Linked DNA regions of Gossypium hirsutum: region 2 is linked to region 1. The links are chromatin contacts, called in public Hi-C maps. All regions are on one chromosome and are shown on one strand. Each heading gives the region's core, a stretch centred on a gene start, on an enhancer-like site or on the middle of the called end of the contact. The rest is flanking DNA. Distances are from core to core; before and after follow the strand shown. Region 1 has its middle 19 kb from the start of LOC107887627. Region 2 holds the start of LOC107886357 (protein WVD2-like 7).

Region 1 (6,808 bases), core at 1,157-3,656:
ATGTCTATTTTAGACATGTTATTATCAAGTAACAAATATGCATTTAAATAATATTTAAATTAGTTAATATTATTATATTTAAGAATATAAAAAAATATTATAACTTGTTGTTAATATTTTAATATATGAAATATAAATTTTAAATATTTTTAAGCAATAAATATTAATTATTTATAAAATTTAATTAGAATATATAAACTATATTTTAAATATTTAAATATAACCATTAAATATTTGTAATTAGTATTTTAAAAATATTTTTTATTTTTAATTAATGATATTAACACATTTGTAATTAAGCACCAAGAAAAATAAAGGGAAAGTACTATGTTATTGGAGGAGTGAAAAAGTAATTAAGTACTAAAAGTGCTTTTAGGAGAAGAAAAGCTAAAAATTTTAGTTTCTCATCTTCAAAAGGGCCACTTTTGAAAAGCTAAAAATTTCAATCAAAAGTAGCTTGTTTAGCACAATTTTTCTTTCAAAAATACTTTTGGAGCCAGAAGTTCTTTTTTAAAGCACTACAGAATAGGCCCTAAACTCAATTTTCATAAGGAAAGCATTAATAGTATTATCAAACTTCGTAAAACCAAGGCCTCCATTCTTCATACCTTTGCAAAGATTGTCCCATTGGACTAGATGTATCTCTTGTTTCTCCTCTGTGGTCCTCCATACAAAATTATGTATAATCTTCTCCATCTCATAGCACATTCCTTTCAGAACCATTGTTGATTGCATTGCATATATAAAAATGACGGTTAGAACTAGCTTAGCTAGTGTGATTCTACCAACAAGAGATAGCAATTTAGACATCCATCTTGCCAATTTTTCCTCATATTCTCGACTATATATTGAAAGGTATCCTTTGTGACTCTTTGATGCAAGAGTGGAACTTCAAGGTATTTCCCCAAATTATCCACATGAGAAAAGCCAAGTCTATAATTGATATTTACCTTCAATTCATGGATGACATTCTTCGAGAAAAAGATTTGAGTTTTTTGTGCATTAACTCGATGTGCGGAGACTACACAAAATCTCCCAAGCACCCTTTTCATTGTTTCTATCTAGTCAATAGATGCCTCACTAAACATCACCAAGTCATCTACAAAAAATAGGTGAGAAATACTAGGACCATCCCTAGAGAGTTTTATAGGCTTCCACCCCCTGTTAAGAACTTCCACATTGATAATCTGAGCTAACCGCTCCATACAAAAAACAAAGGTATAAGGTGAAATTGGGCCACCTTGTCTTATACCTCTGGATGGAGTAAATACTTCAGTGAGATTCCTATTCCATATACCTGCATTATCGAATAACTAATATAGTGTATAATGAAGTATTGGAGATTACCTGAAATACCAATATATATTTCTGCAATAAAACTCTAATCCAGTCTTTCATATGCTTTTTCTAGATCGATCTTCACCGCCATCCACCCTTTCTTTCCAGATTTACTACGCATTGAGTGAATGATCTATTAAGCAACAACAATATTGTCTATTATACTTTGTTTAGTTACAAAGCTTGACTGGTTCTGAAGCACCCATTTTTGCATCAATGGCTTCAATCTATTAACAATTGTCTTTGTCACAAACTTGTACAAAACCGTACAAAGGCTAATAGGTCGGAATTGGAATAAGCTCTAAGGATTTTCTACCTTAGGAATCAACACGAGCAAATTATGATTGAGTCAGTATTCAAGATTGCCCCAACTCCAGATATTCTTCACAAAGTTACAAACACTCTAACTAACCACATACCACTTTTTTATAAAAGATTGCGTGTATCCCATCAACTCTAGGAGCTTTCAATTGGTCCATGTTAAATACAACCTTCTTAATTTCTTTTGACGTGATACTAGATTGCAAATAGTTGAACTCAACCTCAGTCATCTTGTAAAATAAACCTTGCTCCATCGATGTCGTGTCCTGTGGCCTTTCCTTAGAGAAAAGGACTTTGTAAAATTCGGTAGCCATTTGTTGAAGCACCTTCAGCTCATAACACCAATTGTCATTGTTAAGCTTTAGAATGGTAATTAAATTAGTCATTTTTAGAATAGTGATAGTATAAAAAAATTTGTATTACGGTCTCCTTCACAAGCCCATTTACATCGGGATTTTTGTTGCCAAAGACTCACTTCTTGGGAAAGGATATCCTCCAGCTCGATTTTAAGTTCCTTCTCTAGGCTACCAAGGAAATTAGATGGATGTCTATCAAGCCTCTCCTCAATCCTCTTTAACCTGGCCAGAAGCATCCTCTTCTTATTCCCAATGTGGCCAAAAGAGTTCGTGTTCCACTCATTGACTTTAGAACAAAAATTTTCAACATTAGTCACCACGGCATCTCCTTAAGACCAGGATCCACTCAGAATTGAGTTGAACTATGCATGATAAAGCCATGCCGCAAGAAATTGAAAAGGCCTAATCAACTTGAGAACTACCTGAGGCCTAGTGGATATACAAATCAGCCTGTAATCTGACCTTATACGTTGCAAATGGGCCACCAAGGATTTAGGAAAGGATACCAACCAATCTTTATTACAAATCAACCAGTCCAAACATTGAAAAAGTGACCCCCAACGCTAGGTGAAAGATGGCCCTTTATACCCTATATCAATAAAAACGTGGTCAAACATGAAATCCCGAAATAAGAGATCAACATCCAAATGTGACCCTACACCATATTTCCTTTCATCGCTAAACATAATAGCATTGATATCACCCCCTCATAATCCACGATTCATCTTGTTGGGGGTTAAGGATGCTAATTGATTCTACATGCGTTTACATTTTGATGCACAAAGACTAGCATACGCAAACGTAAATAGAAAACTTTGTTTCATACCTTGCTTGAAATATCGAAAATGAATAAATTGAGCATTAACTTCCACAACATTTTAACCATCATTATATCCTTCCATAGGATCCAAATGCCACTTGAAAACCTATTTGCTTCTAATATGTACAAAAAGCCAGAATTGGTTTTTCGAATAACCTCATCGGCTTTATTCCCACTAACTCTTATTTTCAATAAAATAAGAATATTTGGTTTCAGTATATGCGGGATTTTTTTAAAATAGCATCAAATTTGGAGCTAGCAGCTCATTTACAATTCCAACATATAATATTAATATCCATAAAAAATAATAAGTACGGGGAACCACTCACTTCCTAGTCGATAACCTACCAATTGCAGGGACATCCACACCACTATGTTTGACTATCACCATTTGGTTCGATGGTTCCTCTCCAATCAGTCTTCCATTCATTAGCACCATATTCGCATCACCATTTTCCATTTTCATCATTTCTATAGGCCTCTCAAAATCATCTTCTAGTCTAGGACCTCTACTCGCATTATCAAGCTCATTCGAGAGAGATTCCACCCATTCTGCCAAAAAGGAGTTTAGAAGATTATTTATGGTCCACCCTCTTTCTCACTTATGCCCCTTTTTGGTAATTCCTTTCATGGAAATAGTCATATTTTCAAAAGTCAATGAACTTTTGGCTTTGCATGGGTCATGTACGCCACCTCGAGCTTGTTTTATTCCATTCCTTTCCTCAAATTTGACAATTGTATGTCAATTATTTGAAAGAATTGATTTCTTTTCAATTGTAATAAAAGTAGTATCTTCTTGGCCCACCAGCTTTGAACCATTCAGCCCACTTATCGAGCCCTTCACGTAGCCATCCAACTTCTTAAGCCCATGCGCACCACTTGGCCTAACTTCCATTTGACCCGCATTTTTAGAATTATTAAAATCTCTCATGTCATTAATTTTTGCAACCCCCTTGTTTCTCATGACACTTCCCCATTTTTCGTGCTTTTTATTCTCCTTTACTGTAGGCCTATTCATGGGTCAGGTCACCCGGCTCGCTCAAAATGTGAGAAGATTTGAGCAAAAATATAGGCAAAAAAAATAAGCTTGGACAAAAAAATAAGACTCATTTAAAAAATAAGCTGGGCCTCGGGTAAGATATTTTTGGCTTTGACTTGATCAGGCCCAAATTCACTAAAGGACAAAAAAATCTATTTTTTTTGTTTTTCAATATTATTTTCTTATTGTTTTCTTCCTATTTTGCTACTATTTTACTATTATGTTAAATAGTAGCAAAATAATAATAAAATGGTAGCAAAACAATGAGAAAATAGTAAGAAAATAATATTGAAAAACAAAAAAATAAAATAATTTTTTTGTCTTTTAGTGAATTCGGGCCGAACCCAAACAAAAAATACCTTACCTGAGGCCCGAACCGTTTTTTAAACGGGTTTTATTTTTTTATCCTAGCCCAATTTGTAAACGGTGAAGAAAAGAAAGATGGAAAGCTGAAGTCAAAAAGCAGGTTACCTAGGCTTAGGCTAACTTTGCCACAAACCCTACCCTACAGAAACATGTTGCCATTCTAGTTAGGGTATACGTGGAGTCTTTGGTCAAACGTTTCAACTCTTTTCCCTTCTTCAAGTCCCCTAAAACCTTTTTCTTTTTTTTTTTTTAATTTTGTTGGAGGGTTTTGACTTTTGATTATGATTGTGATTTTAAATTAATTTTCAAACTATAAAATATTTTAACTACATGCTTATGTTATTAATGTTATAGTAATGAAATCTATGCTCACAAGTAAGATTTCATTTAACATAATCAAAATGAAACAATTTAGAGACATATGATGCAACTAAATCCTTTTTCCATGTTATATATAGTGTGGCTTAGTGAATAGAATCCAAATTTATAAATAAATGGAAAATGGTTTTTTTAACTCTCTTATCATCTTAGGATTTAGCATTTAATGTTTTAGTGTTTAGAGATTAAACCTTAAAATATTATTTGCTTATACCAATAAATGAGGTCTTTTTTGGGAAGTAAATGAGTTTAAAAGAATATGAATATAATATTTATAATCCCATGGCATAAAAGTCATTTCTTAAAATGAATTCAACTATTTGTTAAAAAAAAGTTACTTTTAATAAAAATAAAGTATTAAGAGAGAATATAAGAAATTATAGACTAAATATAACCAATGGAGTGTTGAGGATTATGGTGGAAAGCATTGAATTTGATTCTAAATTACTATGGTTTAGGGTAATTGAGGAGAGAAAAATGTCTATATAAATAATAAATTTATTATTAGCTCAAAAGATGCTGTCACTTTCGCAACTATATGACATCATTGTTGAGTAATAAAATAATTTTGTTGAAGAGGCAATTTTCAAAAACAATTAAAATAAAAGCTTCTACATTTCAATTAAACTAATATAAATCTAAAAATTAATTAAAGAGTAAATTATGCAATTAAAACTAATTTAATAATCAACCTACAATGCAAAAAAATGTCGTTCCCATGAATGAAAATTTTCTCTTTGAATTTAGCACCACTTGAGTATTATCTTGCAAACTTCCATTCTTCCTTTCTACGAAACCATTTTGTTTTTGGTATTTTAGGTGATAATTTTTTTTTGAAGAATGCCTTTTTTTTAATAAATTGATTTAAATTAATTCTATTATTCACATTAATATCATTTATATTTGTCTTCATGTAAAATAAAATGTAAGGAAATATTAGCTCATTGATTACCTAATATTTAATTACTACTAATTTGCATTACATGGTTGGATCGTAAGGTGAGAAAATAACTTATATTATTAAGTAATCTAAAAGATCCATAATATGATAAATTGAAATTGAGCAAATCAGTTAAGGGACTATTATGATGTCTATCAAGTCCAAAATGGGAGATACATTGTATTTGGTATCAGAGTAATCTACTCCCATAAGATAGAAACATAGATGTGATTGTTTGGATTGACAATACATTGGATAGGACCCAACTTGAATTAATCCTAGGGAATAATTCACTTATGATATTCATAATTTGACTCATCTTAATCTTGAGTAAATAATTATTATATATGTGTGACTCGTATTCTTTGATGCACTAAAAGCCTAAGTTCAAATAGCAAAAAAGTCGAAAGCTGTCATATTGGGCACACTACTTCTACATGATATAGCTGTTGGAAAAATACAATTAAAAAAATAGTTTCCAGTTACGCGAAAGTATAAAAATTTTGAAAACCGAGCTAATTTTTGATATTTATAACAATAAACTTTTTCCCGAAAAGTACTTGTGCTTTGAGCGAGACGAATTTAAATTGTTCCAGACTTTCAACCGAACAGTCTTCTCTGCTATCCTTGTACCCTTTATTGCATTGAGTGTGGCCTTGAGCAATACGAATCAAACACAAAACAAGAAATGATTTAATTACTTTCAAAAAGAAAGTAATTCTCTCAAATTGAAATTAGTAAAAGTTGTAATTTCTAGAAAATAAAATTTATTCTTAGAAAATAAATTTTTACTATATTTTAATAGAATAACAATATATGAAACTTGTGTGTTAATAATTCTATCGGTGTCATATATTTATAAGAGAATATAAGAGAATGCTGATGGAATACGAATAACACAAATAACATTTATTTAATGAAAAACACTCCCCTAGTCTAACTAGTAGAGAGAAGGCAACACATACTAGATAATAACATTAGGATTGTCGCCCCTCACATGTAAAATGAAAGGTTTTGGGTCTCTCTCTGGTTGGGTCCAATTATATGTGCTTACTAGACTTTTGACCTAGCGTTTTATAATATAATCCAACCTAATATTTATTTTCTATTTTCAAAAATAAATATGATTTTATTTAATTAATTTAATTAATCAAATTAACTAAATTAATTTTCCAATTAAATAAATTTTAACCTAACTCCAATTTCGTTAAAATCATGATAACATTACCGTAAAAGATTGTATAAGAAAA
Region 2 (7,365 bases), core at 799-3,298, 99 kb after region 1:
TGTTGTGAGGTGTCTTTGCATTTACCGAACTCTTTGCAGGCACTTAGAAAGACAATCAACGAGCAATCGAAGAAGGTCCAAAACAGACCCGACATCATGACGAGGAGCGTTGGGACAATGTGAAAATGTTTGAAACAGCGAAGCAGAGATGACATCGCAACGAGGCGATTCTCGACGTGACGAAGACGGACAGCATCACAACAAGAAGTGTTGGGGTGTTGCGATATGGTGACGTGTTCCCACATAAATTGCGTTTCTTCTCCTAGTTATACTCTAATATCTTTTTCCACTTAAACTCTGATTACTCTAGGGATATTTTAATCAGATACGCCCACGAATTTCAGCATATAAATAAGCTTTTAGCAACCTACAAAAGAGAGTTTAAGGGGGAAATTTATTTTTAGCCAGAGAGCTTTGTATTTTTTAGGATGCGAGGGTTTGTTTTAAATTTTTTCTATCTTGTACTCTTCTTCGGTTATTTGTAGCTTTTAGTGAAGTTTTTTTTTACCCGTGGTTTTTTATCCTCGTTAGAGGAGTTTTTCCATATAAATATTTGTATCCAATTTTCTTTATTCATTCTTATTCGTTGCTTAATTTGGATTTATCTCCAACAAATATCATTAAATCTATAATAAAAATAAATTTATTCAATCAAATATTAATAAATATAAGGATCCAGAAGAGAGAACAAATTATATTAGTAGTTTAGCTTGCAACCCCTACTAGATTAAAAAATAAACTTCCAATTGTTATTTTTTCCGATAGGCAGATCACCCACAATATCTAATTGATCCCAATTTTCCGATAGGATAATAATCCATATATCTCTATTATTACAAAATTTTTAATTGAATTAATTGGATTTATTAATCAAGTTTCAATTTCATTTGGTAATTATTAAAATTTCGTTCTTTTTTATAAAATAATTTATACTATTATGATGTGATTTGATTTGAATAAAGGGCACATTAAATACTAAATATGTAATTTTATAATTTTAATTAAAATATCAATTGATTTTTATGTTATATATATTTCTATATAAAGATTAAAAAGCTTTGATTTAATGAGAATATTAAAATGATTATAAATCTCATTTATATTAATTAAAATTTTTAACTATATATTATCTTATTTTTAAAAGGTTTTGTTATGTTCTTATGATCATTAACTCGAGAACTAGATAAGATTTAGGTCACTCACCCGTGTCTCGAAAGTTTGTAAGGGAAGTTTGCTGTCTTAGTTTGCACATGTCACTTGGTGCTCGCAAAAGGAGCTCGTTGTCTCAGCTCACATATATCTAAGAAGCTTGCATGTGGGGCAACGAAGTCTAGCAAATAGCCTAGAATAGTACACGTGTGTTTATAAACACTAATCATGTATATAAATATTTGATTGTCCCCCTTTAATAAAACACAACAAAAAAATTACTCATCAAGTTTATATATTATTTATACTACAATTAAATGGATTAAAATGATTTTATTCTAATTTAAAAAAAACATATATTGAATAAATAGCCACATGATGATGAATTTTTTTAATAAATGTATAATGGAAATTAAACTTAAAACACTATAAATTGATTTCGATTATATTATTTCAAAAAAAATATTATTTATTTTTTACATGAAAAATTGTACATAAACAGTGGATTAATCTTATTAATCTCTTAAAAATTATAAAATAAAATAAGCTTTAAGTAACTTAAGAAAAAAATGTTTTAAGTATTCTCGGACTTCAGAGACCCTTTTATGGGAAAAGAGTACAACAGTGATCATAAGTCGTAAAAGCAATGCTGGGAAAGTCAACAACAGATAAATGAAGCTCAAACGTGGGACATTACCCAACACTTGCAGTACCAACCATACCAGAAAACGGTGTCGTTCCCAATCCGAATGCGAGCTTTCTCTAGATCTTCTTCCTCCTCTGATCCATAATCACAGCCGTCCGATTATAAGTGCGGTGATGATCTGATGAGAACAAGACAAAAAGGACAACCAACCCCACATGATAAAAGGTTTTTTTTATTATTATTACGTTCACAAACTTTCTACTCTTAACACTATACACAAACAAATTCACAATATTTATTCCTTCTTTTAGAAAGATCTGAAAAGAAACGAGAAAAAAAAAAAACCTTGGAGCTTTGGCTTTTTCTGTTTTTGGCGTGTTACTCGCAAAGCACTTTTAGTTAAGATTCGTGTGTTACTGTTGAAGTTGTGAAGAAATGTGTTTTGTTTTTAATTTGATTGACTTGATCCGTTTGATACGCTGAGGATGTAGCTTACTCACTCTTGAATTTTGAGGTAACTGCTGCGAATGGCGGGAGAGTTTCAAGAGCCTTTCAACATTAGTTTTCTGGTAAATTTTCTTGCTCTTTCTTTCCTTTTGGTTAGGTGTTTGGAATTTCTATTATGTGTTTCATCAATGGAATTATATTTGTCAACTGGGTAATTGTTGTAGTGCTTACTGAATATTGTGAAACCGGTTTATGTTTAGAAATGGTGGAACCTCAATTTGTTTTTAACTAATGAAATTTTAATCTCATTGATGAAGTTTAAAACAAGGAAAAAAAAATTTGTAGTGGTTGGTTCACTTCATTTGCAAAACGAACTTACTTCATGTTCATAGTTTGTACATATATATCCCCTTTTGGATGACTCAAGTTCATTTACTTGCTATTTAGGTTTCAGTTTCTCTTAGTCCATATCTTGATTAGTTCTAGTTTGATCATGATCCCTGTTTCCTATCTCAGTTTTGATGATATTATTGAATAAAATGTCATGTATACACAAAAGCATACATAATGTATCTCAGACAAAGAAATGGAATTGTTCTTAGGAGATGGTATGTATGTTAGCCATTAGTTTTGACATTAACTTATAATTATAGTATTAGATATGTTAGTTATTCTTTTTCAAACTTCAAATTATCTATGGAACCACTTTTGTGCCATTAGAAATGTCTACTATATTATTTTTGAAAAGCTGAAAATCTACAGAAGATTGTCTTTAGCTATAAAGGCTTACGGTATCTCAAGTACCTCTACCAATGGGTATTTAAGTGCTGGTGAATTTTGATCTTGCTAACCATTTTTATGAGTTTCTGATCCATGAACTGGCTCATAAAATACGATTTACTTTATTCTCTGATAACTTGTCCACCTATTTGATTTATTCTAACTCCACATTCTTTTCAATCTTGGCAGACAGAATCTTTGCATTCTGGTTCTATATCATTTGGCAGATTTGAAAATGAACCCTTAGCTTGGGAAAGGAGATCCTCTTTCTCACACAATAGATATCTTGAAGAGGTTGAGAAATTCTCGAAACCAGGTTCAGTTATAGAGAAGAAAGCTTACTTTGAAGCTCACTTCAGGAAGAAGGCACTTCTTCTCCAAGGTTCATCTGAGGGCCAAACTGGAGGTGAAGATCAAACCTGTGAGAATGATGCCGTGGAGAATGAGGGTTACAGAGAATACCAATTGGTTGAAAATCATGCTGCTGAGAACAAGCATTCTGAAGAAGGATCTGATAGTTTAAGTAAAGATAGCCATTGCGATCATTTTGGTGAGAATGGCTTGGATAATGCAGATTATAGGGAAGATTTTTGTTGTGGAAATGGAAATGAAGGGAACCAGTCTGGTGATGCAAATGAAGGTAGCCTTTGTGCTCACTTTGACAATGGTCTTGAAGATTCAAAATATCATACTGAGGGTGCATTGATTGAATGTGGACTAGAATATCCTGGAGGTTTATATACTTATGAAACTCATGTTTTAGTCCCTAGAGATGTTAAACCTGAGGAGTCTCCTGAAAGTGAAATTGGATGCGATACACCACTTTTTAGCAACGATAAGCCAGATAAAAAAGTAGAGGAAAACCATGATGACAATGCAGTTAGTATTGATGAATCATTTAAGTCCAAGAATCCATCTCCCTGTAGTGGAACCACTGGAGAAGTTGATCCTCCTAAGTTAGAGATTCGGCAAAATCATTCTCCTAAGGTATGGGTTTATATTCATTCTAGTTCTTGTTGGTTTCTGGAAAGTAACATTCACTGTAGTAGCCAGAAACTGGATCTCACATTGTTTTCTGATGTGATGCCTGCATTTCTTTTTGTCTTGTGTTTACATCCTTGTAGCTTATACTTTTTATTTTTTAATTGTAGTTGAAGCCTGCTATTGTAAAAGCAACTAAACCGAGGTTGAAGTCTCCAAGTCCTGATCATTCCCGGAAAAATATTTCTTCTGATCCTTCAAAAGTAGCTGCAAGGATTCTAGAAAGAAAGGAAAAAGAGATCAATAGGAGAACAAAAGCAGAAAATTTACCATTGCGAACTGCCACTCCAACTAGACGTCTAATGCACAGATCTCCAAACAAAGAGGTGAAAATTTTGGACTTAGACTTGAAAGTTAATGAGAAAAGGCGACCTTTGTATTGTCTAGTTTTTATTCTTTGTTAAGAATTCTTGTTAGACTTCATACTGCCATCTGAATTTCCTTGGTCTTTCTTGTCCAGGATTCTGAAAGAGATAATGCAAAATTAAACACTGAGCATAGAAGGTACTTACTATTTCTTGTATTTTAAGAATATACATGTTTCATTTGTGAGGGTGGTTCAAAAGGTTATTTCATTCTTCTTACAGCGAAAAAGGAGCAATGGCGAAGAGAGTAATTGAAGCTCGTCCTTCTTTATCTAAGAAGATTGAACCTGTTGCTCACCAGACACCAAATAGGTCTGTAGCAACATTATGGACACTGCTTTATGTTATCAAAATTTTGACTTTTAACCTTATTGTAGCATATTCTGTTATGTAGGCTTAAGCAGACTATCAGTTCAACTAAGGCAGATGTAAAGTTAAGTGCTGGAGCATTTCAATTCAAAAGTGATGAACGAGCTGTAAGGAGAAAGGGGCAAGCAAACATGCTGTCATCTTAAACCCTCCCTTTTTTATTTTTTAGTTTAAGGATGCAGTTTAGTATCTTAAATTTCTTTTTTTTTTTTTTCCTCATAAAACGTTTTCAGTTCTCCATGAAAGTAGAAGAGAAAATGCATTCCAAAGAGGTTGAGATGAATCAGATTCAAGCAAGAAAGCAAGTAAGGGAAGCATGCAATACTCATTATTTACTATTTCAAATGAAAATGAAATGGGTTTCCATTATGTGCTTTCTTGTCAGTATTTGAAGTGAAGGACTGCTCTGACATTTCTGGACTAATAATAGGTTGCTAAATTCATAAATAAATTAAGTGCTTTGGTCTTACTGCAGGAGAAGACAGAGGCAGAAATTAAACAATTGCGGAAAAGCCTTAATTTCAAAGCAAAACCCATGCCTTCTTTCTATCATGTTGCTACAGCACCAAGGTCCAATGGAAACAAGGTACACAAGAAGCTAAGCTATTGCTTTGATTTTATAATGTAGCTCATGTCTTTTGATGTGATTAGTGTACATCTAGAAAGCATGCACTCTTGACTGCGTATCTACTTTGGAGGTTTATATAATCATAATCTAGCATAATAGCTTCAGTGTCTCACAGATTCTTCTTCATTTCGTATTTAATTTTCTCAAAACGCATTTAATGTTTTGACGTTGCATGTGGAACGATCTATTTAATGCTATATGAAGCAATAGTAGTAAAAGAAAGAATGTTTATATTTTGTTCTTTGCCCATTTGTTATTGGCTTTTGGATATTTGTTGTTTTGGTTGCAGAAGTTTTTTCTTCTTGTTTCTTCATGTTGGTTTTAGTAGACTTCATTGTTCTCAAGACAGCTCTTATATTGGATGTGAGAATCTGAAACGAATTACCTTATCCAAAAGAAGCTGTTGAAGAAGGGAAAATAATATGCATGTTGGTTGATGACTCAAGAAGTACAAGGTTGATGTTTTTGGAGTTTGTAACCATGGACTATGTATAATTACTGAATCCTGGTAGAGCTTTGTATTGCTCCACGTATGATGGAAAATATGTGATACTTATTTTGGGCATCATATTCTAAATGATCTTAATATCTAAGCATAGGAAACACTGCAATGACATTCTACATGGTTTAGTTTATAAATGAATTTTTCCTTTCAAAATGATACTTCATATTGACTGTCGCTTTGATAGGAAGTTGGAAATGTAGACCTTATTGTTGGACCTATTATAATCTGAATCCCTTATATTTCATATCTCTGTTCCATTTGTCAATAGATTTAACACTAGCTTTCTTCTGTTTCGTTATCAGGCTGCATCATCTACCATAAAACCAGCTAAAGTACTACCAAAAGCAGCAAGTCCAGGAGTAGGAGCTACCGTAAGATCACCACCACTCTCCAAGCAAGCTAATAAAGAGGTCTTTTCTACTGGTGGGCCTGTAGGTGAGTTGAATTTTTGTAGAGTTGAGTCATCATCTCAGTCTGGCATCATATCCTCCACTCCACCAACTGGTAGTACCGGCTTCTCTGCATCTCTAACACAAAACATCGTCCTTTTGAAGAAATAGAGAGGGAAAGAGCGCAGTAATTTGCCAAAACATGGAACATCAGAGAAGGATAAGGTCATAAAAGATCGTAAGAATGGTGGGATGCCAAAAGTGGGAGCTGAGAGAATGAGGAAGAATAACATGAAAAGTGCTGGACTTGTTGCTAATGCCAGTGGTTCTAGTATAGGTCGTTTGACAGTAGTGGCTTCCTGAAACAATCAGCCATGGTTGTTCATTTCATTTTAGGCAGGGCAGCCAACGCAGGAATCTTGGAATTATCAAGTCATGTGTTGCGCCTTACCAGGAATGCGGATGGTGTTAGGTTTTACATAGAATACCAGACGGAAATAGCGAAATGGCAAGGCCAATTAATAGATTGTTGATAGTAGTCTACTCCTGACTCAAAACAACTCAAGTTAAACGGCGTGTAATGTAACAAATATAGCTAGCTGGAATGCTAGTCAATAATGGTAGCTTTGTTATTGTTGTTGAAAAGTTATTTGTCTCCCTTCTTACCGACCAACATATAGTCGCTACAAAGATTAGATTTGAAGCCAAGTGACTTCCACTTTTATGCAGATAAATAGAAAACCTGGAATCAAGCTTTGAAAGGCATTCCCTTTTTTTAGCTTTGAGAAAATCGTTTTATTATAGAAAATCTCCATTGTAGGTGATGCAATCAAGTAGGTAAGCAAAATTGTAATTTGAAACAATTTAAAAAAAGAGGAAAACAAATATTAACAAATACTCAACAATCATCTCATCCATTACCAAACAAAAGATTTAAACAAAGTGCGTGAACCACCTCCACCACCCCTTTGATTCCTTTGTCTTTTACTTCACCATTTCTTTCTGCAACTAAAAACACATCCAAATCTCACCTTTCTTCTTCTGAT

What was found. Hi-C and Micro-C count contacts between places; a contact is called where the count stands out from the background.
Region 2: a Hi-C map of leaf shows a contact between it and region 1, with 5 times the contacts expected there. The contact joins the promoter of LOC107886357 here to the enhancer-like site in region 1. A contact is called at or near these places in 4 of 34 Hi-C or Micro-C datasets (callus and leaf).

Annotation. Positions count from the first base shown.
Region 1 is chrA03:89,783,500-89,790,307 of Gossypium_hirsutum_v2.1, forward strand. No RefSeq gene overlaps it. Among protein-coding and RNA genes, the nearest start is that of LOC107887627, 19 kb to the left of the region's middle. Within about 2 kb of position 2,407, at least 2 of the 9 cell types and tissues checked have an H3K27ac peak or open chromatin away from gene starts, as enhancers often do. A contact at or near this core is called in leaf, where this site is marked.
Region 2 is chrA03:89,883,039-89,890,403 of Gossypium_hirsutum_v2.1, forward strand. It overlaps LOC107886357 (protein WVD2-like 7), which reads left to right and starts at 2,049. Exons shown (of 10, transcript XM_041097300.1): 1 at 2,049-2,364; 2 at 3,212-4,009; 3 at 4,174-4,389; 4 at 4,524-4,567; 5 at 4,651-4,740; 6 at 4,823-4,904; 7 at 5,031-5,102; 8 at 5,273-5,383; 9 at 6,233-6,365; 10 at 6,485-6,964. The coding sequence starts at 2,323. The coding sequence ends at 6,510.